Linked DNA regions of Mus musculus: all the other regions are linked to region 1. The links are chromatin contacts, called in public promoter capture Hi-C maps. All regions are on one chromosome and are shown on one strand. The core of a region is the stretch at or near the end of the contact, and the rest is flanking DNA. Distances in the headings are between cores, read along the strand shown.

The links. Promoter capture Hi-C pulls out the DNA fragments that hold promoters and counts their contacts. Capture Hi-C pulls out chosen DNA fragments and counts their contacts.
Region 2: a promoter capture Hi-C map of adipose tissue shows a contact between it and region 1, with 3 times the contacts expected there. The contact joins the promoter of Sft2d2 here to the promoter of Pogk in region 1. A contact is called at or near these places in 1 of 39 promoter capture datasets (liver) and 1 of 9 other capture datasets (adipose tissue).
Region 3: a promoter capture Hi-C map of adipose tissue shows a contact between it and region 1, with 2.5 times the contacts expected there. The contact joins the promoter of Tiprl here to the promoter of Pogk in region 1. A contact is called at or near these places in 1 of 39 promoter capture datasets (liver) and 2 of 9 other capture datasets (adipose tissue and liver).
Region 4: a contact with region 1 is called in a promoter capture Hi-C map of the C10 cell line, with 3 times the contacts expected there. The contact joins the promoter of Lrrc52 here to the promoter of Pogk in region 1. A contact is called at or near these places in 2 of 39 promoter capture datasets (the C10 cell line and hippocampal neurons).

The regions. Positions count from the first base shown.
Region 1 is chr1:166,404,893-166,412,741 of GRCm38.p6, forward strand. It overlaps Pogk (pogo transposable element with KRAB domain), which reads right to left and starts at 4,936. Exons shown (of 6, transcript NM_175170.4): 1 at 4,815-4,936; 2 at 4,106-4,439; 3 at 3,507-3,640. The coding sequence starts at 4,124.
Region 2 is chr1:165,189,988-165,197,836 of GRCm38.p6, forward strand. Sft2d2 (SFT2 domain containing 2) reads right to left here and starts at 4,446. Exons shown (of 8, transcript NM_145512.4): 1 at 4,253-4,446. The coding sequence starts at 4,315.
Region 3 is chr1:165,230,664-165,238,512 of GRCm38.p6, forward strand. Tiprl (TIP41, TOR signalling pathway regulator-like (S. cerevisiae)) reads right to left here and starts at 6,295. Exons shown (of 7, transcript NM_145513.4): 1 at 6,067-6,295. The coding sequence starts at 6,170.
Region 4 is chr1:167,463,339-167,471,187 of GRCm38.p6, forward strand. Lrrc52 (leucine rich repeat containing 52) reads right to left here and starts at 3,442. Exons shown (of 2, transcript NM_001013382.3): 1 at 2,755-3,442. The coding sequence starts at 3,376.

The DNA of each region.
Region 1 (7,849 bases), core at 3,686-6,185:
TCTCTGCTTACTTGGCCCCTTGGCCCATGAGGCCCTCTTCTTTTACACCCAACCTATCTTCAAGACTACCCTACTCTGCGGGCCTTGAGCATACCAACATGGCACCATGGTGCCCTGTGCTCAGCACTCTGGTGCCTTGTCACACTGGGCGTTGTTTGACTTCTCTGCTCTCACTTCAATCTGATGTCGCTGCGAACAGCACTGTTTCTTTCCTTAAGCCTCGGATGCTTCCTCTAGCTCAGCGCACCTCAACCTTCCTGACACGGTGACTTTTTATATAGTCCCCATGTTGTGGTGACCTCCAACCATAAAATCTTTTGTTGATCTTAATAACTGTCTTTTTGCTTCTGTTTGAGTTGTACTGTAATTATCGGATATGCAGGATCTGATCTGTTACTCCTGATATGACCCACAGAGTGAGAACTAATGACATAGCTAGTAGATACAAATCACTTATTACAGAATGAATGACTGAGGCAAATATATTACCTCTGGATTTCTCTTTTCCTGTCATACTTGGAACAATTTCAAAGAATTAAAAGTTTTATCTGTCAAAAAACCAAGTCAATTCTCTGAAGTAAGAGTGAACAAAAAACAGTCTTCCCATGTGGAAGAGTAGGAGGTAAAAACACCATGGTCCCTCGGCTTTCCTGGCCTCTTCCACAATCTGGACACCAGGCAGCTCAGAGAATTTGCAGCCTACTCTATTCCTACTACCCAAGATTTTAAACAACACTCTCTTTGACCTTTTTACTCCCTTACAAGTTCCAGATCTAGGCCATAACTATTTATAGACCCCTTCCGTTTGCTGACAGAAGAATGCAGGCCTGGTTATACCAATCCCTACAGAGCAGGTAACACATTTTAGACCTGGAGGAATAGTGGCTGGGGGAGTGGGGAGTTCTCTCCTAATTACCACATGGCTAGAGGATCGTCAGACAAGTCCACGTAAGCACCTAAGGCACTGACAGCTCAGAGGCTTAGGAAGCCTCCTCAGAGCCCTGTGGAGATGGGGCAAGACTCTGAGTCCTGCTAGCCAGGCCTTTTATGCTCCAAAGAAGCCTTTTATTAGGTCAAATACAACAGAAGGTAACCAGGGCTGGCTTTAGGAAAGATTGAGAGGCCAGGCAGTCTGCAGTTCAAGCTTCAGGTAAGAACCTGCCCTTCCTGTCTTTCTTCTCTCACGTGACTGGGACTCATCAGAGAGGTGCTCACTCTCCTGGGAAGCTGGCATTCCAACACTTCTTCCAGGGGTACCTGTTCTGTGAAGAACCGCACAGGTTTACTAGACAGGAGGCATCTGAGGGGAGTTGTGAGTCCCTGCTAGGTGAGGTGAGGTACTGTTCAGGGTATTTCCATTCATGTGAGCATTTTATCTCTCTGAGTTACTTAAATAAGCTATGAATATGGGGATTGCTACGGAACTTTTATGGTTAAGGAAACCGTGGCTAAGTAACTTGGCTGAGGTCATACAGCTAGTCTGATTCTAAAGCTAGTGTTGTCTCAACAGGTCACATAGGCCAAGGTTACTGAAGTATGTAATCCTTCCAAGCTCTGCTAGACCTTTTATGTAGACTGAAGGATTTAAGGCTTATTCCTTAAAGTTACTCAGGCCAGCTCTAACTACCGGGCGTAGCACACCGTGTGCCCTGGTCTACCTTTCTCCATTGCCTGTCACACACTTAGGGTTCTAGCTTCAGGGGCAGCTCTTAACCCCACCCACAGCCTCCCTCCCTCTACCATGCCTTTAATCATGCTGTTCTCTTGACTGGAGTGCTAACTCTCCTTTCCCTTTGCTCATCCCACTCATTACAAGGCTCAACTCAAAGTGGATTGCTCTTGTCTGCCGGAAACTGTATTTCTACTCCAACTCCAGCATAGAACAGAGCCTATGTGTGAGTAGTCTTTACTACCTATTTATTATCAAAATATGCATTTAAAACACATATTCTATTTTTCATTGTCCTAATTTAATGTGCTAGTAGATCTGTTTCAAGCACATGCTATTGACATTTCAGACTACTCAATTCCTTATTATACAGGCAGGGTACCTTCATCTGCACTGTAGCTCCTTGGAGATCCTTGGCTGAAATCGAAGATGCCAGGAGGACTCCACATCTCAACCTCCACCGTGGGTCACAACAACTAAAATAGTTGTCTCCGTATACTGCTAAACGCTCTAGAGTAGGGAGGGCACAACTGTCCACTGCTTAAGACCAGCCCTTCTCCAGGAAGAATACTGTCAGGCATGATTTTGCCTGTGAGAACATCCTGAGTTGACCTCCACAGTCCTGTTAGGCATCTTTTGCTGTCTTGAGAGTCATGAGCCCCCTCATGAGACAGGGGGCAGCATGAAGGCAGGGATCTTGTCTTAACCCTGTGCAGTAACTATAGGTACATGGTAGACTTCCCAGAGGTAACAAATGCCCACATCTTAGGCCTACCCCTCCAGCTGCCAGGCTCCCTCCTCCAGGCACTCTGCTCGTTTCTTTCTTTGCTGGGCAAGACATGCTCTTCCCTTGGCTCTTCTCACTTGCTCAGCACAATCAAGATGTCTACTGTTAATGCTTCTCCGTACTTCCCCAGCCCATTTAGACACACTGGGTCGCTCAATTTAGCCTCAGAATCCAGGGTTTCTACCGCTTTGAGGTCTTCCTTCAAGCTAGACAGGACTGACTCCTGCCTGAGTCAGAACTGAGAACATAGTGCACAAAGAACATGAACAGATAAATGCAACCGCTCCAGACCAGTGAGCCCAGAGTCCCGCAATTATTTATGATGCCACTATGAAACCTAACTCAGAAAGATGCTCCACTGGCGGGGCTGCAGCTCAGGAAGCCAATATGTAAGGATTTTCAGAGTAAAGCAGACAACTCTTGGGTACCTGAAGTTCCCTTCTGTAGGAGGAGTGGACCAGATAATTTGGAAGAAGGGTCTTTCTGGTTCTTTGCCTACAGCTCTGTGTTCTATGATGAAGGGCTTCCCGCTCATGGGACACCAAGGATATTTTGTACTGATGCTACTGATAAATGTTTATAGACAACGAAAAACTAAGCAATGCCAATTTATTGTTCATATTCAATTTCCATGTCTCTAGTAACACTGTAAATAAATGTGTGTGTTAAATACGGTTGCACCTGTACCTGTGTAATCTGTGGAGCCTGGCACTTCCACTCACACCTAGGAGACATACACCTCTCATGCCAGCTCTATGACCCAAGTCTTCCATGAATTTGGTGCCTGTAATACGTATGGTGCTATTGTCAGGCACAGGGGAAACAGGTACTGAAAGAGTGACAAGTTTCTGAGACCTGTAATCAGCCTTGCTGCCGGAAGTCCTGTCCTCTAACCACCTCCTCCATTATTTGTCTTCTGAAGCCACCAGGCTGTTTTCTCAGGAATGTAAACACAGGAGACTGGGCTATTCTTACTTCCATGTCTGCTCCGGGAGGAAGACCCCCAAAGCAAGCCTGGCTCTCAGGCTGGACTGCTCACACTTTACTTACCCATGCGCCTTCTGAGCAGATTTGTACTTTCTGCATATCTATGGGGCCATCCTCCAACTCTTGGATCTCAACCTCTTCCTCCTTTTGCTCTTCTTTCAGGGTCAAATTCAGAGGGTAGGCCCGGGACTCCATTTCTGCATTCAAGAGTTAGCAGACAATCAGGTGTCAGTGGGAACTAGTCTGTGAGAGGGCGGCTCAGGCACACACACACACACACACACAAACCTGTTTAGGTCAAAGCACTGTCTGCTTCCAGCTGGAAGGAAGGGGTTCAGAAAGGTGGCTGGCTTATTTAATTATTACAGAGGCTGAGGGCAGATAATTTATCTGGCTAACTTCAAATATTTAAAGAGCCCCCTGTGGCACGGAGACCAGAGTAGTTTTCACAGAGCCTCTGTGCAGAAGGGCAGAACTTAGAACAGTGGGTAAATATCCCGGGAAGAGGTTTCAAACAGCTCAGTGATGGGCAGAAGTTCCCACTGCCAGGACTGTTTGAGCACGGAATCAGGACCAGAGGAGGGCGGTGCTGATTTGCTACCACATCAAAGTATCTCAGCCTAGATAGGAAATTTAAATAGTTAGCCCAAAATAGTTATCACCTGGGTTTTCCAGATTCATAGGCGCTGTCCACAAGCTACTTCAGAAACTTAACAGTTTTTCTGCCTCAAAGGACCTCCCAAAGCCAAGTCCATGATGCAGAGAGGGGCGTGCCTGGGTGGCAGAGGCCAACCCAAACCTGGCTGGACTTCTCCTCGCCTCTGGGTCGCAAATCCTCTCTATTCGAAGCCTCCTCAGGCTGGTACAAAGAGGTTCCCCAGAAGAGACTGCGGGCAGCTGCTGGGTATGCAGAGAGTGTGCATCTGTGAGCTCCATTTCCCGGGACTTCCCAAGCAAGGATCTTCCCGGAGTTCAGAGTCAGCTTCTTCAATGTTTCTGGGGTGGGTGGAGGCATGGGGAGGTAGGAACACTCGTGAGGTCACAGGAGTCCCGGGACCTGAACTTGGCCGCGGCCTGTGCCCAGCTGCGGGGCGGGTGGTGGGAGGGGCCGGCACGAAGGTGCTCGCCGCCGCCCTTGCCCGCTCCAGCCATCTTGTCCAACCCTCTCCCGCCACCCCCGCCCACCACTAAGGTCCTCGGTCCACCTGCGGGGCGGCGACAGCCCACGCCGCCTACCTCCCCGGCCGGCCCGCAACAAAGGCGGCGGCGGAGGCGACACTGCCACCGGCGGCCCCCGCCCCACCGTGGCCCAGCCTCCTCCGCCGGCCTCGAGGACGAGCCGCCCGGATCCCGCAGCCCGCGCGCACTCACCCCGGCCGAGCGGGCGGCGTCGCCGCAAAGGGCGACGAAGGCTGTGGCCCGGCATTCACCGCGCCATCGTCTCCACCGCTCCCGCCGCCCCAGCGCGGCCCCTCGGGAGGGAGCGAGGACACGTGGTGGGAGGGGAGGGGTGGGCGGAGCCCAGGGTGTTAGGGGCGGGCTAGGGGCGGTGACGTCAGCAGGTCTCGGCGGCGCTTCCGGCGACCTCGGTGCTTCGAGCCGCGTTAGCCCGGTGGCTGGCTCACTTGCGGCCGCCGAGGTGGGCATTTGCTCGGAGGAACACCGCAGCCTTTCCGCTCAGGCATCCAGAAATGCTCTGTGCGCGGAGGGGTGACCGGGCTCATCGTTCTTGTTCTGTCCAGAACGCTGATCCAAGCATACCAAGAAGCGAACTTGAAGATTTTTGTAGTATTGCCCTTTAACTCCCAAGCATGTAGTTTCCTGGGCGTAGTAGGTGTGAAGAAGTTTTTTCGAGTTGTTTGCCCACAGCTCTGTGGAGAATATAGCAACCATGTTCCAGGAGACCTCGAAAATCTTCTTATTTCAGAAAAAGATTCTACAGTCGGAGATCTGTTTGGACCTTGTTTAAACAAACACCACACACACACACACACACACACACACACACACACACACACACACACACACTTCATACTTATTGAAAATACTAAAAGATTGAGTTCAACTTGGGGGTTGGTGATTTATAGCCAAGGAGAGGAAGGGGTGTGGATGTCAAGAGTGTGGATAATTACTAAGAGGAATTATCAAAGATTGAGGGATTCTTGCTAAACCCACTAAACTGGATTCTGGTTGAAAGCAGACCAGGGTGATCAGATAACAAATGTGCTAAACTGACTTAGGATTCTTGCTTAAATAAGGCTGGGCAAGCAGAGGTGGGGGTGGGGAGCACGGCAGCAGAGGCAGCTCAGGAGAGGGTTCAAGAGCCTGTGGTTAAGAAAAGAATCGTTTTTAAAAATCAAAATATTATTTTAAGTAATATGTGCATGGGTATGTGCTTATGCCTGAAGGCTAGAGTCATGGGATACCACTGTGTTGGAGTTACAGGTAGCTGTGAGCTGCCTGATCGGGGTGCTGGAAACTAAGCTCTGATCCTCTTCAAGAGCAGTGCACTTAACACCCGAGCTGCCTTTACAGCCCCCAGGAGAAGCTGTTGTTAAACATTTTACTTTAAACTTATTGCTTCTGTTCACTAATGTGTGTGTAAGCACAAATGCCAAGGCATAGATGAGCTGTGCTTTTTAATACATATAGTACGACACAGAAGACTCACTCTTGAAATGTTGTTATGGCTGACAAGAGCAAAGAGCAATGATGGCTTAATCACTGCACAGAGATTATTGATATATTGAAAGAGAAGGTTAGGATTCCTTTGTTGTTTTAATGGATAGCTCTTTTGATGTATATATTTATTTATTTTTTTAAGAATCAGGAATGGTGGCTTAAATTAATTGATATTCTCATTTTTAACTTTGCTGAGGGAAATGGCAGTTTCCATTGCAAAAGTGAGAAGGTTGTCAGGAAGAGAGCAGAGGGTGCTGGGCCATTGTTGACACCTTCTCTCAAAGGTGAACATGTGTTCCGAAGTAAGAAAAAAAGCAATGCTAAGTTTTAGTCTTTGAGAGTCATACACACACACACACACACACACACACACACACGTATGTATATAAGAGGCTAGTCAGTGACCCATTTTGATCTTTAATTTTTTTTTCAGAAAGATTTATGTGGATGAGTGTTTGTTTGTGTGTATGTCATTGTTTGCCCTGGAGTGCTGTGATACAACACCATGACCAAAAACAACTTGGAGAGGAAAGGGTTTATTTCAGTTTAACAGTTGTAGTTCCTCATGAAGGTAAATCAGGGCAGGAGCTCAAGGCAGGAACCCAGAGGCAGGAACTGAAGCAGAGACCACAAAGAAGTGCTGCTTGCTGACTTGTTCCCTGTAGCTTGCTCAGCTTACTTTCTCATGTCACTCGGGACCACCTGCCAGGATGATACCACCCAGTAGGCTAGGCCCTCCCACATCAGTCATTAATCAAGAACAATCTGAAGAAGGCAATTCCTCAATTGACATTCTTTCCTCCCAGATAGGTCTAAGTTCATGTTTAATTGACAAAAGCCAACCAGCACCATGCATATAAGTACTTTATGTGCCCATGGAGGTCTGAAGATGGCATTGGATCTCCTGAAGCTGGAGGAACAGATGGTTGTGAATCTCCTTGTGGTTATATCAGTGCTGGGAGGTTATATCAGCATGGTTCTCAGAGACATGAAAGGCTTTCCAATAGACCACCCCACCCCACCAGGGTATGCTGTCCAGGGAGGCAGACCTTCCAGAGCCTGTAGTCAGTGACAGGTAAGATCCCAATAACCAGGGCAACCTAAGACAGGCACGGTTTTCTATGTTGGTCACCCCCCCCCCCCCCCCTTGAGGTGGGATAACAAGGTCAGAGCACAGGACTTTGGCTCCTACTGAGCTGCCAACTTCTAAACTGAAAGGGGTCAGTATGTAGGAGGAGTAAATCAGTGTGTTCTGATGAGCAGTCCACAATGGCCCAAGCATGCTCAGCAAGTGTTTTCCCCATTCACTAACCCTGGAACCTGCCTGACACACTGAGACACACAAAGACAGAGCATGTGACCAGGGCAACCAATCAGCTGGTGCCAACTATGAGGGACCAAGGGGACAGGGTTGGGGGTATAAAGGCACTTCTCATTTGGCTCCCAGAGTCTGCGTTGTTGGTTCTGTGCCTTTTACCCCTGTACGCCCAAGGACAGTCCCAAGGGCAACATCTGGCCCTCTGTAAGAGCAACAAGTACTCTTAATTGCCGAGCCATCTCTGTAGCCCCCTTGAATTCTTATTTTGAAATCAGAGTCCCATGCTTTCAATGACTGTCAAGGGACCCAACAAAAGAGACTTACTGGCTAAGAATGCTTACTCTCGTCTCAGAATGGGTCCAGGTACTTTACTGGAGCAATGCATTTCAGACATGAATATTCAAGT
Region 2 (7,849 bases), core at 3,196-5,695, 1.2 Mb before region 1:
GCAGAAAAACTTTAAGAGCCAGGGGAACAGGCAGGCTGCTGTAAGATTATGTCTTCTAGAAATGTCAGGAGCTACACCCTTGAAGTCCCACTAACAAGGCTGCCTAAACACGACCTGGACAAGGGGCATCAATAGACATGCTAAAGAGGACAGGGGGCGGGGGGGACTTAAAGAGGCCTCAACCCTAGACAACCACAGGCAACTATGGAATGCTAGGAGCAGGTGAACCGTCTTCCCCAGGGAGCACTCAACTGGTTATCTAATACCAAGTGATCAGCTGAAAATACACAAGTAACATTATGCAGGCTGAGCAGGTGGTAACACACACACACACTCGCACACACCATGGCCACCAGCACCACCATCCGGTAACAACAACAGCAACATAAGAACAGTAACAACAAAAGAAAGAGGCCATGAATCTGAAAGGGAGCAAGCTGGTGGTAGATACACAAAAAGGTTTCGAGGGAGAAAGGGAAGGGGGAAACGATGTAATTATAACTCTCTCCGTGTGTGTGTGTGTGGTGTGTGTGTGTGTGTACGTACATATATATAAAGAAGGGCATGTACCACCATGCACCATGTTAGGACCCGACAGCAGAGCCCCGTGTTTCTAAGCAGAGGCTACTTGTCCACCTAGAAGAGTCTTGTTTCTCCAACTTCCCTGGCTCTAAAGTATCCATGGATGCTGCTACCAGGCTTGACAGGGCCCTAGACAATCAAGTTAGACCTCTTCTGACTAACTCATGTAATTACTCTCCCACCAAGAGCAGAAGGAAAGGAACAGCGCCCACTCTTCCCAGTCCTGCATGGTGGAAACAGCCACGCCGTATAAGGAGAGGAGGAGTTTCAGAGGAGTGAATGAGCATCTGAGCATCACCAGCATCCACACCCACACCCACACCCAGGAAGTTGAACCTTTTTCTGTTTAGGGATAAACTGAAAAGTATCAACGTTGAACTCGCCTTGGCACTCATAACATTCCAGAATCTAAGCAAGACAGTGACAGTCATGCCTCTGAAGACATTAAAATCACCGACATGAGTCATCCTGTTACCATAGTGATGAGTACCCCCACCTGTCATGTGGGAGACCACAGTTTGATTCCCAACTGACTTGGAGACTAGCAGTGGCCCTTTAAATGGACAGTAGGGGTGGTGGTGGTGGTGGTGGTAGCAGCAAGCAATCCCATCAGGAGGCAGAGGCAGACGGATCTCTCAGTTCGAGGCCAGCCTGCTCTATAGAGCAAGTCCTAAAACAGCCAGGGATACAGAGAGAAACCCTGTCTAGAAAAAAAATACAAATTAAATAAAATAAAATCACCGGCAAGAGAAAGCATTTCTGCCAAAAAGTATGGCTCTGCTTTCTACCGTCAGACAAGAGTAACACTTAGGCTCAACAAAGTCTCAAAACAACCTAAACGATCGTCCAAATGCAACCTGTTCTTTAGTGGGGACAGGGCACAGGATAGGGAACAGGGATAATTCACCACCATGTTTCCCACTCTATCTGTGTTCCGTCAGGGGAAGAGGATAAAGCTTTTGTTCCACTTCTTCTAAGTAGACTCCGTGAAAGGAAAGTACTTTTTGTCAATTTTTGAAAGCGAATTCACTTGATGGAAAAAACCTCTCTCTAAGCTGTTGTTTCTGGCAACCCTGCTAGCACAGAGCTTTTTCAAAAATCAAAACGGCTAAAATAGTACCTAGATAGAACGCGTAGGGAACGTAATCACAAGCTGTCGGACTGGCGGTCATGCACAAAGGTTCTTTTGACTCCAGGATGCAGAAGGAAGAGAGACTCCTGCCAAGAGCTATAGTTCAGGACTGCCCAGGGAGGCGAGACTGGCAGCCGGTAAGAGAGGAACGCTGTTTTATCCCTGAGAGGTATGATCAGACACCCTCCGACCTTCCTTGTCCCAAGAACCCTTCCAGAAAACAGAAAGCCTATTCTTCCAGAAAGGACTCCACTGAAACCAGGCCTTGAATGTGATTAGGAAGACGAGTGTCAGAAGACTCGGATCGTAAGGCTGTTCGTGTGTATGAGTCCTGCCAACTTTACAGCTACCGAGGAGGGACAGAAGACAGAAGTACTCACACTTTTTCGGTTGGCAACTAAAATAAATTAGAAAAAAAATTTTTTAACTTTTCTGGGAACCTCTTACAGGTTATATAACTGAAAAAGACTTGAAGACGGAATTTAACCACAGAACCACAGGAGCCTTCAGTTTTTCCAGGCTCAAAACCATGGAAAGTGTGACCACACTAATGAGTACTTAAAGGGAGGCAGGCCCTAGTAGGTGATTACCAAGCCAAAACATCCCCAAGAGGAACCCTATTGGCTACAGACTATTTCCTGGGGTTCAAGCCCTGGAAATGCCACACAATGATGCACAACAGGAATCGCACTAAGAAAGAGGAAACAGAATATTTCCTTTCTTTTTTTTTTTTTTTTTTTTTTTTTTTTTTTGGTTTTTCGAGACAGGGTTTCTCTGCGTAGCCTGGCTGTCCTGGAACTCACTTTGTAGACCAGGCTGGCCCCGAACTCAGAAATCCGAGAGTGCTGGGATTAAAGGCATGCACCACCACTGCCCCGCTGAGAATATTTTCAAACAAGAGTGAAGCCACAGTCTTTTTAAAATAGATGTAACATATGCCTAAGTGTAAGTGGAGATCAAAGCCCTTCCATTTAGGAAGGGGTGGGGGGACAACTAGGCAGTTTGTTTTCAAATGGCGCTACACTATTCACTCCCGAAGATGACCACCACCTCACTGTCAACACCGTACCCTCCGCCAGTCTCCTTTAAGACCCCAACTTTGTACAACAGCCTGTTCCTTCTACAGAGCTTATCTTTACATGACAGCGACGGTCAACTAAATCTTGGGGCTTTTTGTGGGGGGGAGGGAGCTTCTCATATGAAAGTTCACAAGAAGCCAGAAATTTTTTTTAAAAATGAAAAAATTAAAACATGAAAATCACTAATTTGAATTTTAACGATCATGCAGAGATTGGAAAGTTGCAGCTACTGAGCCTAATTGCAACTGCCCTTGGGTTATCTTTAGTCCCCAGGAAGCAGTTCTTTCTTGCCCACCTGTGTCTGATGTAACAGTGACTAACCTCCCGGAAACTGCTAGGGAAAAACACCTTGGAATTTATTATCTTAACAAGGTTTTCGAATGCTATCAGGCAGCCTCTGGGAGCCACAGCTGAGATTCCTCCACACTGCCCTAACTGCCTGCTTACCGCTTCCACTAATGCTTCTGAAAAGTACCTTAATTTGTTAATTTGTTCTGTTACTCTAAGAACTTATCAAACTGTTATCATGTTGGAACACTGAGTTTGCAGAAACCTGAATCTGTCCTGGGGCCATGGTCACTCGTATTTGGCTTCAAAATAATTTATTCTCTTTGAGATGCAGTTGTGTTTTGTTTTGTTTTTTTGCAAAGACAAAACTCAGAACAAAATCAACCACAGAAGTGAGCGCAGAATGTTGGGGAAACCACAAGAAAGTCAAGTAAACACTAAAGAGGAACTCCAATTTCCAAGGAAAAGGGGCTATTGCATCTCGTTCAACACCCTTCTTTCTCAGAAGGGGAAACCGGGGCTAAGGATACATCAAGTAAAACGTAATTCTGTCTTCAATCAAGAAAGGAAATGTAAACAAACTTCCAAAGCACCCAAAATATGACATTCTGAGTGGCTCTGGAGCACAGGACTTTTGTGGTCAAGTTTCAGAGCCATCAAAGCCCTACTAACAAAACAAACACACTGGCAGTCTCCGAGCGTGGTGAGAATCTATAGTTTAGAAAGTAGCCCTGGAGATTCGGAGACCTGGTAAGTCCCTGTTATCAGGCGTTCACGGAGTTTTACAATTACAAAGCAGAACGCATAAGGTCTGGCTCTCACACCCCACAACCTAAACTAGTCCGCGATCCGGCGGTGGATCCTTCCACGAAGGCCGCCGGCCTCGCCCAACTCCAAAGGGCTCTCTCTCCCTGGCCGGTCCGGCTGGGATGGGGCTCGGGGCCCGGATTCCAGGAGGCCCCGGGATCCACACTCCCACTCCACAGATTTCTGAGGTCTTGCTTCAGAGCCTCAAGCCCTTCGGAGGGAAGGTTGGAGAGGGTTCGGGAGCCACGCCTTCCACAAAGCTCGCGCTGCCACCTGTGGCTGTGTCCCGGCAGAGCTCGGCGCGGCGGGCCGGAGGACAGCAGGGCAGCTGTCCAAGAAATGCCAACTCCCCCGGTGCACGCACCTCGGACAGACCGCTGCGGTCCTCGGTGTCCTGGCCGCTCAGAACTTTCTTCAGCTTGTCCATGTCAGGGTCCCGACCGCCGCCTTTGGCGTTCGCTCCGCCTACCACTCTTCGGGGTGCGCAGCCGCCGCCCCTCCGCCCGCTGCCAACCACGGCGCGCCCCGCCCAGGCACCTGCCCACCTGCCCGCCCGGCATGCCCCGCGCCAGCCACGCCCCCTGAACGAGCTCCTTGGGGTCACCCGGGGCGGGGCCGAGAGAGTCGGGGTGAAGTCGGCCAGGCGATACCTAACCCGGAAGCTGGCTGCGCGCCCGGGCTTCACGGATTCGTTCCAGCGCCCAGCACCACCATGTGCCAGGGCCTGGAACAACGCAGGCCTTTCGCAAACTTACCCATGGATGCTGAAGTTAATCCGCTGGTGGTTGTACACCGCAGATCTATAAAAATATATATTTCCCACGTTAAGTAGAACAAATCAGTGTGCAACAGGCTGGAGCAGTACAACCCTGTGTATTCTTAAAAGCAGCAATTCCTACGTCATCCCTAGGGGAAATGGCTCGGGAGATATGACTTGGGCAACACCTGAACAGATGGCAAGTGGTGAGAAGAATCAATATTTTCGTGTTTGGTAAATGCTTTACTTCAATCAGTCTGCAGCACTACTGAGGCTATGAAGCAGAATCCATATGAAGTCATGGGCTCTTCCAGACAGGACAGAAATTTGCTCACCTTGCACACTGGTGGCCAGAGATATCTGGAACACCTATGTTAAGATTAAACTAGTTCAGAAAAGGCACTGAGACCAAGGTGTAGCTCAGTGAGAGAATGCTTGCCTAGCATATGCAAGGCTTTGGGTTCAGTTTCCACCACTGTCCCTGCTTCCCAAAAAAGGGAAAGGAGACCACAGAGGAACTTCAGAAACACCCCCTAGGTCACTTTACCTCCCACATATTTTCATGTGAGGTCTCCAGCGTCCTTCTTCACTTGTATAAAAACATAAAAACATAAGACCAGCTGCTGCTGCCTCTGCAGGGACTCCTCTTACCTGCCACATTTTCCAGTGAGTCCTTACACCTCTCTGTAAGACGTCAAACATCAGAGCACAGTGCAAAGGCTGTGTCCTGAAAGATCCACTCTAGCTCTGTCATTTGCCACTTAGGAGGCCTTGAGCTAGAAGCTCCTTAGCCTTTCTGGTCCCCAGCTGATTTCCTCTGTAGAGTGAGCACAATGGCTTCCAAACGTGACTGTGGAAAGCAAGCATGACTGTATAGACAGGTCTGGAGCAGAGGGGAATTTAAATAGCATTTAGTAGAAGCTGTCCTTGTTCTCTCCTAGCCTGATGGCTTTTCCAGCCACCTGTGGTGAGGTGATAGAACTGGCCCCCACAGGCTCATGTGTAAACACTTGGCCCATAGGGAATGGTACTACTAGGAGGTGTGGTCTTGTTGGAGTAGTTGTGGCCTTGTTAGAGGAAGTGTGTCACTGTGGGGGAAGGTCTCCTATGCTTTGACGGCTCCTATGCTCAAGCTCTGCCTACTGTGGTACATAGTCTCCTGCTGTCTTTAGATCAAGATGTAGAACTCTCGGGTTGGAGAGATGACTCAGTGGTTAAGAGACACTCAGATCAGTAGTGTTCATAACAGAGCACACAAAGGTTGAGGGATATTGGATCATGTGACATTGTTCTTAAATGTCTCTACATGGAGGTTTAGGCAGAACTCACAAGATTCATGATACTGATGCTAAAGCACAGAACACCAGCATCTCTGGATTACAAAAAGCACCTCTGTCAAAATTGCAGTTCCAAAAGGCATAAACTTTCAACTCCATTATTATTATTATTATTATTACTATTATTATTTAGCAATTTAATTTATTAGCATGTGTTAAATATTAGCTATACTTCTTACCTTTATCTTCCATATGAATATGAATGAATGTTAGGAATTTTTAAAAATATTTTTATTAGGTATTTTCCTCATTTACATTTCCAATGCTATCCCAAAAGTCCCCCATACCCTCCCCCCCCCCACTCCCCTACCCACCCACTCCCACTTTTTGGCCCTGGCGTTCCCCTGTACTGGGACATATAAAGTTTGCAAGTCCAATGGGCCTCTCTTTCCATTGATGGCCATCTAGGCCATCTTTTGATACATATGCAGCTAGAGTCAAGAGCTCCAGGGTACTGGTTAGTTCATAATGTTGTTCCACCTATATGTTAGGAATTTTTAAAAGATTTATTTATTTATTTTATGTATGTGAGTGCTCTGTCTGAATGTACACCTGCACACCAGCAGAGGGCACCAGATCTCACTATAGATGGTTGCTAGGAATTGAACTCAGGACCTCTGGAAGAGCCGTGCTTTTAACTGCTGAGCCATCTCTCCACCCAGGAAATTTCTTCTTCTTCTTCTTCTTCTTCTTCTTCTTCTTCTTCTTCTTCTTCTTCTTCTTCTTCTTCTTCTTCTTCTTCTTCTTCTTTTTCTTTTTTTTTCTTCTTTTTCTTTTTTTTTCTTCTTTTTCTTTTTTGGTTTTTCGAGGCAGGGTTGCTCTGTATAGCCCTGGCTGTCCTGGAACTCACTCTGTAGACCAGGCTGGCCTCGAACTCAGAAATCTGCCTGCCTCTGCCTCCCAAATGCTGGGATTAAAGGCGTGTGCCACCACTGTCGGGCAAGAAACTTCTTAAAATGAAAAAAAAATATATTTTGAAATGGAATTCATCATTATGGTAATATATTCTAAATTTGTACTGATCACATTTATCTATCTCTGATATTTTGCCAATTTTTGATCAAATAAAAGCTTTATGTGTGTTTATTGATTTTGGAGGATGAAACATAATTCAATGACTATATAGCTAGCTACCTTTTTAATTTTTAAATACTTAAAGCTGATATATGGCCTTCGAGGTCCTGAAATATCTTAGAGCTATGACTCATGCATGATAAGTGACCCAGGCAGAGGACACCAAGTTATCCCAGAGGAAATACAAACCTGTTCAAGATATTAAAAATACAGGAGAACTTTGTTTCAAAACAAGGAAAACAAGCATCCTGCCAGTGTGTTCATGCACAGTTTTTGTATGCAAGAATTGATGAAGGACCCACATCCGATAACAACCCTGTGGCCAACCAGCCAGCCACTAACAAGGTTCTAAATGCAGGAGTGCAGCCTGCAGCAGGAGGGAGAAGTGTCTTTCAGGCCACAGGATTGACATACACAGTTCTTACTCCAGAAAAGCCTTTCGGCCGCTGTCATCTTTCCCTCTCCTACCCTCAGGCAGCCTCTTGGTCCCTTACCGCTCCTCTCATGTCCTCAGTTACTTGTGCTTTTTTTTTTACACGATATGCTCGACACTATCGGCACAAATGTAGAACTAAGCTCATAGGATCCCTGGGTGGAATTTCTGAGACCAAGCCGCCCCTCTGCTAGAGAGAGGAGGAAGCATTTAGAGCTGATCACAGAGGCTGCGTTAAGGGCCGTATGTGAGCGTTTACACCAGAGTCCATTTGCCCCTTGTACCGTTGTTCAGATAGTCCCCTAAGATTCAGACATGGGACAAAGATGCCTCATTCCATCACCCTGTGGTGCTCATATC
Region 3 (7,849 bases), core at 5,045-7,544, 1.2 Mb before region 1:
AGGCAGAAGAGGATCTGTTAATGAAGCCAGCCTGCACTCCATAGCAAGTTCTATACCAACCAGATCTACATAGCGAGACCTTTTATCAAAACAAGAACAAAAAGCAAGCAACAGGGCTGGAGAGATGGCTCAGCAGTTAAGAGCCCTGACTGCTCTTCCGAAGGTTCTGAGTTCAAATCCCAGCAACCACATGCTGGCTCAAAACCAACCATGAGATCTGATGCCCTCTGCTGGTGATCTGAAGACAGCAACAGTGTACTTAGATAAAATAACAAATAAATCTTTAGGCCAAAGCGAGTGGGGCCAACCAGATCAAGCAGAGGTTCTGAATTCAAATTCCCAGTAACCACATGATAGCTCACAACAATCAGTACAGCTACAACGTGCTCATATACATACAATACACAAATCTTTTTTTAAAAAAAAGCAAGCAGCAACAAAAATATTCTGAATCTGGACACAGTGGTGCACACCTTTAATCCCAGCATTCAAGAGGCAGGGGCAGGCAGATCTCTGTGACTTTGAAGCCAGCCTGGTCTACACAGTGAGTTCTGGGTCAACCAGGACTACACAGTGAGATCTTGACTAAAATTTAAAAACAAAACAAAACAAAACAAAACCTGCAAGTCTTAGTATCTCACGATCAGAAAGTATAACACTAAGGTTCCAAGCAAGTGCATTTTCCAGACATCTTATAAACCAAGTCTTACTGATTTTAGAAACTTTTAAAAATGTTCTATAGACTTCTTTGTGGGGGTTTTTAAAAAAGAAATATGAAACTATTCATTGACCACTTTTTTTGTTTTGTTTTTTTTGTTTTTTGTTTTGTTTTTCGAGACAGGGTTTCTCTATATAGCCCTGGCTGTCCTGGAACTCATTCTGTAGACCAGGCTGGCCTCGAACTCAGAAATCCGCCTGCCTCTGCCTCCCAAGTGCTGGGGTTTTAGGCGTGCGCCGCCACTGCCCGGCCATTGACCACTATTTTTACACCAGATTTTACAATGACATATGTAACATTTTGCTCATAATATAACTAACTTTTCTGGCTCCTGTTGAACCTATAACACAAAAGATTGAGCATACATAGAAGAAATGAGATAAAGATAAAGAAAGCACGTATATATCGGTTGTCTAGATTACAAGAGCTAGGACGAGAGAGATGGCTCACAACCAAAAAGATAAATCACCAAAGTTGTTCATTCACCTAGGCTGCCAGGTCCTAAGTCTTCTACTCTGACAGGCTTCCCTGAATCAACACCTTCTAACGGTGCGATGAGGATTCCAAGAGCCAAGTCTTAGCTAGCCACTTACTAATCTAGGAACTATCAACTTCTTGTCACTCTAACTTAGGAAGTTTTTTTATTTTATGAAGATAGGAATGAGCTCGGATAGTGGTGGTGGCAGTACACACCTTTAGTCCCAGCACTCAGGAGGCAGATCTCTATAAATTAGAGACCAGCCTGGTTTATAAAGCAAGTTCCAGGACAGCTAGGGCTACATTGAAAAATCAAAAATCAGAAGAATGAGGGAATGAGGGAAGGAAGGAGGGAGGGAAGGAGGCAGGCTATCTGGCTGGCCTTATAAAAGGCTCTTAAAGTGTATATTTAAGTATCTGAGTTGCTAGTTAAAATACACCAGGATTTGACCAGTGTCTCCATCTGGGTAGGGAGATTGTTGGCAAAGATAAATTTTTTCCTTTTGGGAATTCTGCAGATAAACTGTAACATTAACATAAGTGCAGATATATAGATAAGGTTCTGACAAGGCTGCTTTAAAATTATCTAATTTAAATTGTTAACTTTTCTGTGTCCTTAAGCAGAAAACTTAAATCTTATTTTGCCATTTCTTGGCAGCAATCTTCACATGTAAGAACATATGGGCTGCGCCAAGTTAAACTGAGTGTGTAAACCTTCAGTAGCTCCAGAATGACGGCTCTATCCCTGAGTTATCCATATCCTTCTCAACTGGTTTCTAATCTACTACAGGCTAGAAAAACAAACAAATACACTTAATACTGTATAATAATAAACAAAGATGAAAATAACAATTCAACTGTTAGGGCAAAGGGCATACATACAATGATGCCCTTCCGTCTCACTCTCGTGTGGTTATAATCATAAAGTACAATTTAAATTGGCTCTGAGTAAAATTCTAAGGGATGCTAAATAAAGCACAAGAGCTCTATGTAAGTGCTCTATGACAGCACACAAGGCTTTCTTTTCCTTTTTCCTTGTTAAAACTTCTAGATTCTTGAACTAAATAGTTACAATTATGAGGTAGGGTAAAATAATACCAAAGAGACTGTATTCTTGCAAGGAGTGATGACACATGCCTTTAAGCTCAGTTCTGTGAGTTCAAGGCCAGCCTGGTCTACACACTGACACCCTGTCTCAGAAAAAGAAAAAGAAAAAGAAAAAGAAAAAGAAAAAGAAAAAGAGGGAGAGAGAGAAAGAGAGAGAGAAAGAAAGAGAAAGAGCAAAAGAGAAAGAGAAAGAGAAAGAAAAGGAAAAAGGGAGAGAAAGAGAGAGAGAAAGAAAAAGAGCGAAAGAGAAAGAGCGAAAGAGAAAGAGCGAAAGAGAAAGAAAGAGAAAGAGAAAGAGAAAGAGAAAGAAAAAGAAAAAGAAAAAGAAAAAGAAAAAGAAAAAGAAAAAGAAAAAGAAAAGGAAAAAGAAAAAGCATATTCTTACAAGAAAATAGAAGGGGACTAGGTAGGAACAAGGAGATTGCCAGGAATCACATAGGAAAATGTCATCATGAAACCCATTACATATCAATATATGCTAATAAAACTTTTAAAGGTTACAGTTTTACATAAAGTCAAAAAAAGATCTATGCATGATTATAGTCTTTCCAATAGCTTTAAAATTATTTCCTAGTAGACTCACCAAACTGGTCTTTGTGCATATATTAAAATCAATAATTTTTTAAAAACCTATATGATTAAATAAAACAAGTTAGGTTTAAGAGGAAAGAAATACAGGTCTTTATGGAGAATATTTCTCTCATTTATGAGTCATCAAAGACCCCTGACAGTTTAAAAATAAAAGTTTGAATATCGCCTAGGAGGTGACTTAATGCACTACGCTCCCACATCTGCTGAACTCTGTGCTTTTACACGACTGCATCAACAATAGCTCTGAAGGAAAGATAATGAAGAGCCTGTTGCTTGTAAGGACAAAAACCAACTCTTCTGGTAGAAATGTCAACTGTCAACTTCTTAGAAATTTCAAAGCTGGTGAAAAAGAAACAATCCCATTGAAGAAAGAGGATAGAAGCTAACACTTGCTGACAGGGCTCTCAAGGAGACTCAGCTTCCCCCCTGAGGCCACAGCACCAGCTCACTAGGCTCTCTAGGTCACCTACATTCCCCCCTGGGGCCCTAATCACACTGGCTCACTCACTCATGTTCTAGGACATCGACTTTCTCCTTGGAGCTACAATCAAGCAAAAACATTCAAAGAATTTAATCGGATTTATACTTTCTGACTCAAATTATAAACTGTACTAATCTATACAAAATAACCCCAAATACAGAGAGGTTGGATTATATATACTAATGGTTATAACTTCTGTTATAATAGTGAAAAGGGCCGTATGCTGTTTTTTTCCTCCCTGTAGCCCTGGCTCTCCTCCAACTCACAGATCATCTACCTGCCTCTACCTCCAGAGTGCTGGGATTAAAGACGTGAGCCATCACAGCCCGGCTGTTTATTTTCATAAAGGACAAAATAAATGGTTATACGGCCAGGCAAGGGGACACAAGCCCTTAATCCTACCACTTGGGGGGTGGGGGGGGGGCAGGCAGGTCAAGTTCAAGGGCAGCCTACCTACACATAGTGAGTTCCAGGGCACCAGGACTATGTAGAAAGACTCTGTCTCAATTACCAATAACTAAGCCTGGTATGGTGGCTCATATCTTTAGTCCCAGCACTCAGGAGGCAAAGGCAGGCAGATCTCTGTGAGCTGATGGCAGCTTGATCTACATAGTTCCAGGACAGCCAGGGCTATGTAGAGGTCTTGTCACAAACAAACAAACAAGAATAGATGGTTATACAAATTTGTAACCATATGATGAAATATTATAAAACCATTAAATTATTTAGAGGAAAGATGGGAAAATATTTAAGATGTATATTAAGACAAAAACTGGGTGCATACTCTATTTTACCTGTTGTTATCTGAGGTTTCTAAACTGCATATTTTTAAGATGGTTAAGAACAATGAAATGGCCCGGCGAGTGGTACACGCCTTTAATCCCAGCACTTGGGAGGCAGAGGCAGGCAGATTTCTGAGTTCAAGGCCAGCCTGGTCTACAGAGTGAGTTCTAGGACAGCCAGGGCTATACAGAGAAACCCTGTCTCAAAAAACAACGACAAAAAAACAAAAAAAAAAAAACAAAAAAAACAAAAAAAAAAAAACAATGAAATGGCATTTTCACCATAAGTTTAGGTAAAATTTATTCTTAACCTTTAAGGGATAGAAAACATTAAATGACTAAGAGATTAAGTACAATGATAGATTGAGATCCACAAGATGAGTCTGTAAAATACAGGTTTTAACTACTTTCCTGAATTAGAGCAAATATGAAATAATAAAGGTAGCTCCAGGGCTTTTAACAGGTTTTGTGAAATTTAGTAGTCATGCACAATAGTGCAGCTACATGAAAAGCAGCTCCGTTATGGTAGGCTGCTTCAAATGCTCTGTCTTTCAGCTCTATCACTGGTAGTATCTATTTGCTAAAGGCAAAACATAACATTAGAAATGAGGTGTTTGGGCCTTGTTTAAGATTTAGAGGATCCAGCCCCCTCTCCCACGACACCCCCTAACCAGGCCCACATGCAATGCAGCAAAACACTCATACAACAAAAACAATTCTATTAGAAACATATTCTGAATTAATAACATTTGAAACAACTTATGTTTCAAAAAGGATTCTTTTACATATGTAAATTTTAAACAACAACAACAACAACAAAAGGTCCTGAAGAGCCTCCCTTTTTCTTTCTTTCCATCAACTGCCTACCAAACTTAAGCACTGAATCTCAGCTTCTGTCATCTCTTTCCTGCTTACTGGCCTCCTCTCCAGCATTCCAGCCCTCCATCTTCTACAACACCTCCAAGAAACCTTCCAGACACAACCACGATGCATGTAGATATTGAGTAAAACTACACCTGATGACTACTATATAAAATTCAAACTTCTTAGCAAGACAGAGAACTCTCCAATGACGAGGGAGGCAACACTCTGCCAGGGCGCCCCCCCCCCAAACTTTGTCAGGATACAGTTATAGGCATCCCCAAACACCTCAGATCTCAGTCTGAGTGCTGGCTTTACCCGGCCATCCAGTCTCCAGACTTGATCAAGATTCTGCCCAGGTGCACTGACCCTCGCGCGAACACACTAACGCGCACACACACCTGTATACATCTTCATCCTAACCAACCACACAATAATATAACGGTCTCTCGTGAAACTATGAATTCCTTGGGCCTTTCTCTTTCATCTGTCCTATCTCAAGTGCTTATCACAGCACCTGATTTGCTAAAAGAAGGAAAGAAAAAAAAAAAAAAACCTGAAATCTTCATCCTAAACAGTCACACAGTAACGTCACACGGTCTCACGTCCTCTGAAGTCTGTGGTACTCAATGGTTCATGTTCAGAACCTCAAGAGCACACCACAGAACCAAAGAAGCTCAAAACTAAACATAAATACCATTTCCGTCATTGCCCGCAAGGGAACAGGTCATCGCGCCCAGAAAGGTTGCGCAGGCTTAGGTAGGAAAAAAAGGAGCGGCGAGGTTTAGGTGAAGTCCACCAAAACAGCCGCGCTCAGTTCAACCCTGAGAAGCTACAGTTCCAGCAAGCAGAGGTCGCCGCGAGCAGGGAACAGGACCATTTACTGAAGTTGTCAATCAACGGTCGGTCAGAGGGACCGAGCCTGCGGCCCCAAGTACCGCGTGAGGCTGCACCGAGACCGTCAGACCCCCAGCCCGGACACCAACCGGACCTGGCCCGGCTCGGCTCGGCTCGGCTCGGCTCGGCCCGGCCCCGCCCCACAGCCTCACTTTTCCACATCCGCAGACTTCATGATGTGGGTCTTGGACGCCGTCAGCTTCCAAGGCCCGAAGGAGAAGTCCTGGTGGCTGCTCTGAAAGCCGTGGATCATCATGGCAGAAGCGGAGCCGCAGGGTTACTCGGAGCAAGCGCCTGCGGCAGCGGTCGCACGATGGCCCTCTCTGCAGCGCGGCTCCTGGGCGCGTCCGTTACCATCTCGGCCCCGCCCCCTGCCGCCGCGCCGTAGGCCCGCCCTTCCGCCGTCTCTTCCGCCCCTCCTGGTTTTACTTCCGGGACCACTAGCTCAGGGTGACACACGTCTTACGTGGAGACGCTGAGGGGCGGGACTTGAGCGCGGGGGTGTCGCTCTGGCGCGCCGCCCTGAAGTCTCCGGGTGACGTCACCCCAGAGTGAATGTGGGAATTTGTCTTTCTGGATCCAGAGCCCCGTGCTTCACTGCCTTACCTCCTCCTTACAGACCGCTCCAAGCAGTGTCATCACCTCTTGTGCTTATGAGTCGTGGTGAAGAGGACATGCCCAATGTCCCTATCGCTCAGGAAGCCCAGCACCAACAGCGACTTTGGAGCCAATGACAAATAGTAGCTCCTCCACCTTGAATCCCAGTGGAAGAGCCCCACTTTCTTACCGTGCAAACCGCCGACGCCCTGTGTTTGATTCTTTGTACCACGAAAGAAACGTCAAATTATCCTTATGATATTTTAAGACTTTTCTACCCGCACACAGGTGTAGTGGAAACGACGCTGAAAGCCCGGTGCTCCGTCCATGCTTGCAGTGCAACTGTGTGTATCTTTGGGTAAAACACAACTGATTCTTTTCGGCCCCAGCTGCCTCAAAATGAGATGGTTTAATGTTTGAGCATCTCAAAACTGTTCACCATCTCAATTCCAACACCCCCTCTCTTATTCACTCAGTGTTTGTTTCATCGACGCTGGAACCGCTAAGCAGCGTTGTTGCATGATTTCTGCTTCAATTCCTACCTTGTCTACCAGAAGGTGTTAAGCCAAGTAAACCTTTTCCTCCTCAGGTATTTTCTGTTTGTGTGTCTGTCCCAGGAACCCATCATCAATTTCCCCTGCCCAAGGTGTCTGGATTAATTCATTCCGTTGGCATCCTATCCTTGGTTCCTACATAGTTACTCTATTTCCATTGCCTACGGAAAGTAGGGCGTCTCAGCTTCCGCAGAGGATAAAGATGTTCATCCCGAATAGTGGAGGATTGTCTACCATCACTGACCTCCAGAGGTTGGCCCCTGACGCACTTCCCAAGGAGGCTGGGGTCCTTTCACTGACGTTACATTGTAAACCTCACATCATCTAGATCTGCTAGAAGACCTAATAAGGAGGTAAATGAGCAAATTACATGCAACGAAATCCATCCTCTTTTCTTTCTGAAAGAGTTCCATACAGCCAGCCTAGGCTAGCCTTCAATTCACTATTGTAGCTAAGGAGGACCTTGAATTCCTGATTGTTCTGCTTCTTCCCAAGTGCCGTGTGTGTGTGTGTGTGTGTGTGTGTGTGTGTGTGTTTTTCACCAAGCCTCCAACATTCTTACTATATGAAGTCTTCCTTTGAATTTTTCTGCATTAGGCCAAGAAAAAAATGTATAGAATCTCTGTGATTTTTGAAAACAGCCTAGTCTACATAGCAAATTCCAGGCCTATGTATTCCTTGTTTCAATAAACAAACAAATGTGCCTCTTGTTCTTTCAGCATAGGTCATGGCTGAGGCTGAGTTTAGTTTCAATCATTCTACCTAACAGCGACAACAACAGGTC
Region 4 (7,849 bases), core at 2,192-4,691, 1.1 Mb after region 1:
ATAAGAAATAAAACTACTTTAGTTACATTTAACTAACCTGATACAAGATGATAGTTTTATGATTTTCAGATTTAAAAGATAATACAGTCTCATAAAGACCTTGCTATAGTGTGGGGCTAAAATGTTTCCCGAAGGTCTGTGGAAAAACGTTAACGTTCTATTAACTCCATGTAGCTATTAGTCGGTTGAGGAACCTTTAAGAGGAGGGACTAGGAACGTGTGCAGCTGGCTACATGTCCTTGAAGGGGATGTTGGGACCACATTCCCTTCAGCAGCATCTTCTGCTATGGGTCCTCATTGCTTTGCTTTAGGTCTAGAAGCAGATCATGGAATCTTCAAAACTCCGAGCCCAAATGACTGGATTTTCTCAGTTTTTTTGCCAACTGGCCCTAAACTGCATAGCTCAGACCTCAATTTGAAACTGATTTTTTAAATGTGTATTAGTGGTGTGATTTTGGCCCAGCCAGCCTATGGAGACCTGTGAGGATAAATCACAGAGATTTATCTGGCCGTGACCTATCCTTGTCCTCTGAGATACCAGCAGTGACTAGGAACAGTGGGATCGCACTTCTGGAAGTGGCCTCTGAGGCTCTTCTAACCCTCTGGACAACAGGGACAAGCAGCAGGGCCCAATCAGTAGTTGTGGGTCCCACTGGCCAGTGGAGGAAAGCTGTGACTCCTTTATCTATGAGGGGTTTCTGAGCTTGACAAGACAGTTATGCCTTCTGCTGTCTTTGAAAACATGCAGTGAAAAAGACCTGCCTTATAATCTTGTTCAATTATGGGTAGAATTGAAAGAGTCAAGCAGTCCAAAGGAGTCAGCCTGAAAATTCTGAGAAGACACAACTGTAAAAGCAGAAATTTGATTAAGGAAAATTGCAGGAAAGCTTGGTGAACTGCATGGTAGGCTTAGAAGCCAGGGTAGAAGGTAAATTGCCATAGTCAGGTAGGGGAGAAGGTTGCCCTGGCAACCTGGTGGCCATTGCTCAAGAATGATGTGTGTGGATCATAGAAGACCAGCACAAGTTGGGTCTGTCTGCATTCTGTGGTGGAGATGGGGGAGGGGCTCATAAGGTCTTCCCCTTCCTGAGGTGGAGATGGGGGAGGGGCTCATAAGGTTTTCCCCTTCCTGAGGAGCTTCTGGCAGTCAGTGGCTGCTGAGGAAGGGGAAGCCATTTTCTTCAGTGATGGAGCCAATGCTAAGTTGCCCATGTTTCTATAAATAACACCTTGCCTATGCTCAATTAAACTCATTGATCTCTCTCTCTCTCTACACACACACACACACACACACACACACACACACACACACACACCATGAAAGAAGAGAAATGAGTAGGAAAGGAGTGGGATAAGAGACATAATGGGGAGTGAATGTAACATATTATAGGAAGCAACAAATGCTAATTAAAACACATCTGAGCAATAAAAATGTGTAATGTGTGTATGTCTGTGGGGATGGGCAGGAAAAGGTGATATCTTTGCACCAGATACGATGTGAGCTGGCAGGAATAATCACATTTAGGAACTACATTCAATGCAGGGCAGTTGACTCTCTGGGAGAGAACTCTGTAGAACCATCTTAGAGAAGATGGGAAGGAAGCTACTTAGGGCCACCGCTCCTGTCTTCAGTCTTAGTGCTACTGAGATCTCTGACAAAGTTATGGTTCCTTTTTTGTTATTCTAACAACTTAGGATGAGATTTTTGGCAGATGCCCAGGGCACAAAAGTTAAGGAGGCACTTACTCTGAGGGCTTATTCTCAGTGCCTCCTTAAATCTGGTCTGGAAATCCTGGCTTGCTTCACTCCAGTGGGCTTCCTGCCTGGAAGGCCTTTTAGGACACGATCACCCCGGAGCTCTGGAGGAATGATGACTCTCCGTTCTGCAGGCCCGTTCTTGGCTAGGAATCGCCATGTCCCAGGGACAGTACCAGTGGCCCCAGGCTTTCTGTAAGGGGTCTCATTTCTCTGAAGCTCTGACTTACCTGGGGTTGAAGGAGACAACAGAGTCCCTGGGATGGGGATGTGACACACTGGGGTACTAAAGGAACCACTGCAGAGAGGGTTGCCTCAGTGGCAGCACCTAGCTTGGAACTCTCCCCAGGTAAGTCTATAACACCGGACTCTCCCAGCTTGGCACTTTCCTGTGAGCTCAGCATTTTGAAACAAGTCTATCAAAGGCTTTCCTTCTGTCCTCTGTCTTTTGCTGTCCCCGAGGCTCCTGTGCACCCCACCCCTGCCACACCCGTGGAACATTCCCTGAGCCCTGTTGGATTCTCCCTCACCTGTGAAGGACTGAATTTATTTTAGACCCTGGAAAAATTCAGTCACGGCATTAATCAGATTAACACAGTTTACCCAGGGGAGCCCAGTGCCCTTGAATTACTTTGTAACTTTACAATTACAGTACACATTTTGTATCATTTACATACACATTTTGTTGGCTACAATTCTGCAAATTATGTAATATGTACCGGTTTTATGGAATGGAAAACAGGTGCAGAGAAATGAGATTTTTCTAAAGGCACAGGAGTGGTAGGTGACATGTTTGAGTTCTGAATTCTCATTCTAGAACTATTGCTATTAAGCATTATTGCCTCTCCAGTCAACCCAAGGAGGGGGCCGGGCCAAACAGTGACGGTACTTTTTAACCATCTCACACAGCTTTCCCTCCATCCCGATCATCTTTTGACTACCCCTCTCAGAAACCAGTCCCTCCCATGGCATGGCACCCACTGCCAATCAACCCCTTACCTGGGTGGTCCATATGGGACACTAATAAGTGGATGGTGAAGTCCAGGAAGGAGCAGTTGCATATCCAGGGGTTCCCACTTAGGTACAGAGTCTGGAGCACCACCAGGTGGTGGAAGCCATTATGGTCGATGATGTGCAATCCGGTGTTTCTGAGGTCCAGGTACCTCAAAGACGTGGTGTTGGCAAAGACGTATTTGTCAAGATACAACAGGTGAGGGTTGTGTGAAATGTTCAGCCGCACCAGGTTGGTGAGCACTGAGAAGCTGAAAGGGGAGATGGAAGTTAGGTTGTTGGAGCTGAGGTCAAGGTAGATGAGTCTGAAGATCCCGATGAAGGTATAATCCATCACCTCTCGAATCCGGTTGTTCTGACAGTCCAAGTAAACGAGGTCACTGAGGAATCCCAGCTGCAAAGCTGGTAAACTAGTGATTTTGTTATTGTTCAGGTATAGTCTCCGGGTGTTCAGAGGAATATCAGCTGGGTATTCCGTTAGGTGCAAATCTATGCAGGCTACTTCTTGGTCTTGACACACACACTTGTTTGGACACTTGGACCCTGATACCAACCCCATTCCAAGAGAAAAGAGTAACAACTTGGAGCTAGGGCCTGAAGCAAGGGACATAGTAAGAAGCCAAGGTTCCCCTCCTTCTACCTTCCTGAGGGCGGGTACAAGCTGTCCTTCTGATCTGAAGGCTGCCGAGGGGTGGGGCAGGGCAGGGGATGGGTGCTGGAAAAAACTGTAACACTCTAGCTTTGTGCAAAGCAATTTTCCATTACAGGAGAACTGAACAGAAGTTGAAACACGAGGCCCAGTGCCCTGCTGCCGGCTTGGTGGCTCTGCTACTTGCTCAGTCCGAGTGCTGTTGGAAGCTCGCCCACTTGGCAGCTCTGAAAGGTCTCACCCTTTCCCTGCCTTTGTAAGTGAAGGGGAGCCAGGGGAGAACCGCATGACAATGAGGTTGCCAGTTGACACTTTTGTGATGTCAGCAGCCTCGGGAGACTCTGAGGCAGAGGGAGAGAGGTTTCTCACCTCTCCTTCTGGGTGGTCAGGGGTGTTTTGTGTATGTAGGTAAGCTTGCTCTCTGGAGGAGTCAGGCATGCAGGTGTGGGGGGAACACACATGAGGGCCCTGTGTGCAGGTGTGTGCCAGGGCATTCTTGGAGTGTTCATATCAGCTCCACACGGAGGTGTCAGAGAGGATTTGGCCAGATATAAGCCCTTAGTCCATTCCTAGTGGGAACCTGGGATGTCTCCAGCCCTATCATCCTTTCTGGTGATCAGCTTTTAGAGCAGACCGTTTCCTGGTTTCTAAATTTTGAGGGATGTCAGTTGTTTTTAGAAGATAGGAAAGGGGTTTGCCTCTTTTGTAATAAATCCTCTGATAAGGTGAGACTCTTAAGATTTTATTTCTAGGTTTTATACATCCTTGTCTACATTTGGATTGTGTGTGTATGTGTGTGTGTGTGCACACATGCATGTACACATTCTTATTTTAAAAAGACTTTTTTGAACAGTAAGTTATTCCCCTTAAAACAAAGCCCAAACGCAGAATAAAAACCTGTGAGTGTGATAATATGAATCATTTCTTATGACTTGTGTTTTTCAAGGAGTTTAAACACAGCGAGTACAGGTCTAGTGTTTCTACTGTGAGTTTCTGCTCATTAAGTGCTTGACAGATGAAAGGAGTCTCTAGAGGAATGGGGTCTGGGGTGTATAACTCTCTCTGTGGGGGAAGGCATGAGGTCAGAAATGAAGATGAAGCACCTCAGGAGTTAAAATGGGTTATTTATGGAAAGCAGTACCTTATTCTTTAAAAACCTTCACATATAATGTAGGTGGGAATATTAATAGCTCAATGAAACTTGTATTTAGCTTAGCATAGCGCCTGGCACTAGGCATTTAATAAATACTTATTGAATGAATGATGCGTGAATGTCTCTGATGGCTTGCTTCCTTTTCTTGCTTCTCTGCCAAGAGAGAAATGAATAAAGTCGAGTGGATTCATGGCTAGTTAGCTAATGCTTGGTTATGTTTCCTGACTCAGCATTTCTCGGGTGACTGGCTGGGAATTAACGTGATGACTTAGGGATGTTTACTAAATTGAAAGTGACCTTCTTCAGGCAGAAATCTCAAACACTTAATGTAATGACTTAAATGATAGTTTTCCCAATTGAAGCAAGATTTAATTGATAGGGAAGCCAACCTTTCTTTATAATTAAAAAAAAAAATCAGTTAAAAAAAACATAAACAAGTCCCTCCCTCGATCTTAGAACATTGCATCTGAGATAAATTTAGAGCATCTAGTAGAGTCTTCACTGTATCATAGATTAGTCTTCACAGTGGCCGTACTCTCTGGGAGTGCAGCAGCGTGTGATGCTCAGGTTGGGCATCCTAGGACACTCTGGGAGATGTTCCCAGGAGTGATGGTCCCTGACTGACCTCCAGAGCTTTCAGAATGCTCCTACTGTGTCTCTCTACTCTTTGTTTGATGAATGTTTTAATTACAGTGTGTGTATGTGTGCATGAGTATGTGCACGTGTGTGTGTGTGTGTGTGTGTGTGTGTGTGTGTGTGTGTGTGTGGGTGTATGCGTGTGTGTATTTGGGCACGTGTGTGTTTGTGGGGAATGTGTGCATGGACATGACTGTACATGGACGTCAGAGGGTAAGTCTCAGGAGCTCTCTTCCACCGTGTGGGCCCCAGGGACTGAACTCGGGCCATCAGGCTTGGTAACAAGTGGCTTTACCTCGTAAGCCACACCACCAGCTCTTCCACCTTTCTTTTACACCATTCTCCCTCTTAGAGTCTTCTTTCCCTCAGAGGACCATGACTCCAGGTTTCTGCATTTCACTTTCCAGCATTCTTGACTCCAGGACAGGAGCATCAGACCTGGCCTTACCTGTTTGACCATACTATGACAAGCACGCTCCCCTTCAAAAGCCTTAGATAAATAAGCCACGCTAAAGGTGACTGAGTGGCACTAACCAGCTACACCTAACTCCCTGGAATGGCCAACCTCAGGCATCCCCTTTGTTTGAGGTAGCTAAACAGTTTCTAATCCTGAAGCCTCAGGACTCATGGATGCATAGCTGCCTTGCTTCTGGTGCTAAGGGAAGTTGACTTGGGTGTATTTTTATTTGCCTAGGAAGAAAGCAATGAGAAATCTAGATGCCAGTGTATTAAATGTGTGAATGGGGCCAACCGAGGACTTACGTGGAGTTAGCAATCAGTGGTACACAGGCCAATACTTGTTTTTTTTTTTTCCTAGCTGTTGAACATGGGTTCATAGTTAAAGAAGGTAACATTTTGATGACTTTGGTATAAGAGCCACTCAGGGTATCCCATTCACCCCAGATGTTGATCCAGTCCAGCTCTTCTTAAACAGAGTCCTCACCGAGAGAGTGGCTGTGGGCCAAGGGCCAACGGAAGCAATGAAAACAGATAAGGTTAGTGTGGAAAAGAGAAAGAAGTTCCAAAGCATGCTGAGAGAACTGGGGCCCACAGGCCAAATCCGAGTGTATGCAGCTGTCTATATACACCTTGGGTCTGACTTTGGTAGAAGCTGGTATCTTTTCACTCAAAGATGCCTAATCCTTAAGAGTAAAGGCTGGAGGAACTCACTCCAATTCCTTATGTTCCCCAGGAATGCCTTTGATTTTAGGATTCCTCCATATTGTGCATTTCTGCAGCATTCATTATCCAGGAGTGCCCAAGAGGAAGCCTCAGAACTGCATACAAGGTTTAGCAGAGGGATTAGATCCCACTTCCAGCTCAGAACAGATAGATCTATGTACCGTGGCTGGTATTATTCCATGTTCTTAGGACTAAAAGTAAGGCTGTGACCTACGGCTGATATCAAGGAGAGATCATGGCTTGGTTTTCCAGATGCCTTGTAGATTTCAGTGCAGATGCCTGTGTAGTGTAACTTGGGGGTAAGATTTTATTGATCTGGATGGTGATGGTGGCACACCTTCAACCCCAGAACTAGGGAGACAGAGGCAGGCACATCTCTAACTGAGGGCTTGGTCCACAGAACAAGTTTCAAGACATCCAGGGAACCTTATGGCCACAGAAGGAAGCAATGGTGCCCGTTCAAGCACTAAATAAAATCTACTGTCTGTCTGTCTGTCTGTCTGTCTGTCTGTTTTCTGAGATGGGGTTTCTTTCTATAGCCCTGGATGTCTTGAAACTTGTTCTGTGGACCAGGATGGACATTGCCTTTCTAGAGTTGTTAAAAGGACAGTAACTGCCAGTGTCAGGTATGTGATCTCCTAGCCACCCAATGAGCCCTGTAGTGAAGGGATAGACTCCAAGGAGTACCAGTGTCCAGTGTTACATAACAGACAAGTTACAAGAGCCAGAGAGGTCCAGGCACAAGCCTTAACTACCAATCACGCCACCCACAAGTGCCTGGAACACTCTCTATGCTTTCCATTAATTCTGTGGAATAAATTGACCTAGCAGTTCAGGCCACCGGTTGCAATTGTGACAAATTTGTACACCGAGGCTCTTTGTCTTTCAGAAGGCTTGTGGTATTGTTTAGTCTTGGCATTCTTTTTTGTCGTCGTTCATTTGATTTTTTTTTAATGGTGTTAGAGTTTGAACCTAGAGCCTTGTGCTTGGCAAGCACTCTCCCAATGAGTTACATTCCTAGCCCTTTGTTGTTGTTGTTTTCTAAAATTTATTTTAGGAGACAAGGTCTCTGTAGTTCAGGCTGGCCTGACCTAGCCGAGTATAGCCTTGAACTTCTGATCCTCCATTTCCTAAGTGTTGGGTTTAATGTGGTGCTGGGACTCGAGCCTAGGGCTTCATGAATGAAGCAGTTGGTAGTGAGCTCCCTACCATGTCCTCAGCCCCACCCAGCTCCAGTTAAATTATTTTTAAAAATATTTATTTATTTATTTATTTATTTATTTATTATATGTAAGTACACTGTAGCTGTCTTTAGACACTCCAGAAGATGGCATCAGATTTCGTTATGGATGGCCGTGAGCCACCATGTGGTTGCTGGGATTTGAACTCAGGACCTTTGGAAGAGCAGTTGGCGCTCTTAACCGCTGAGCCATCTCACCAGCCCCAGTTAAATTCTTATTGTA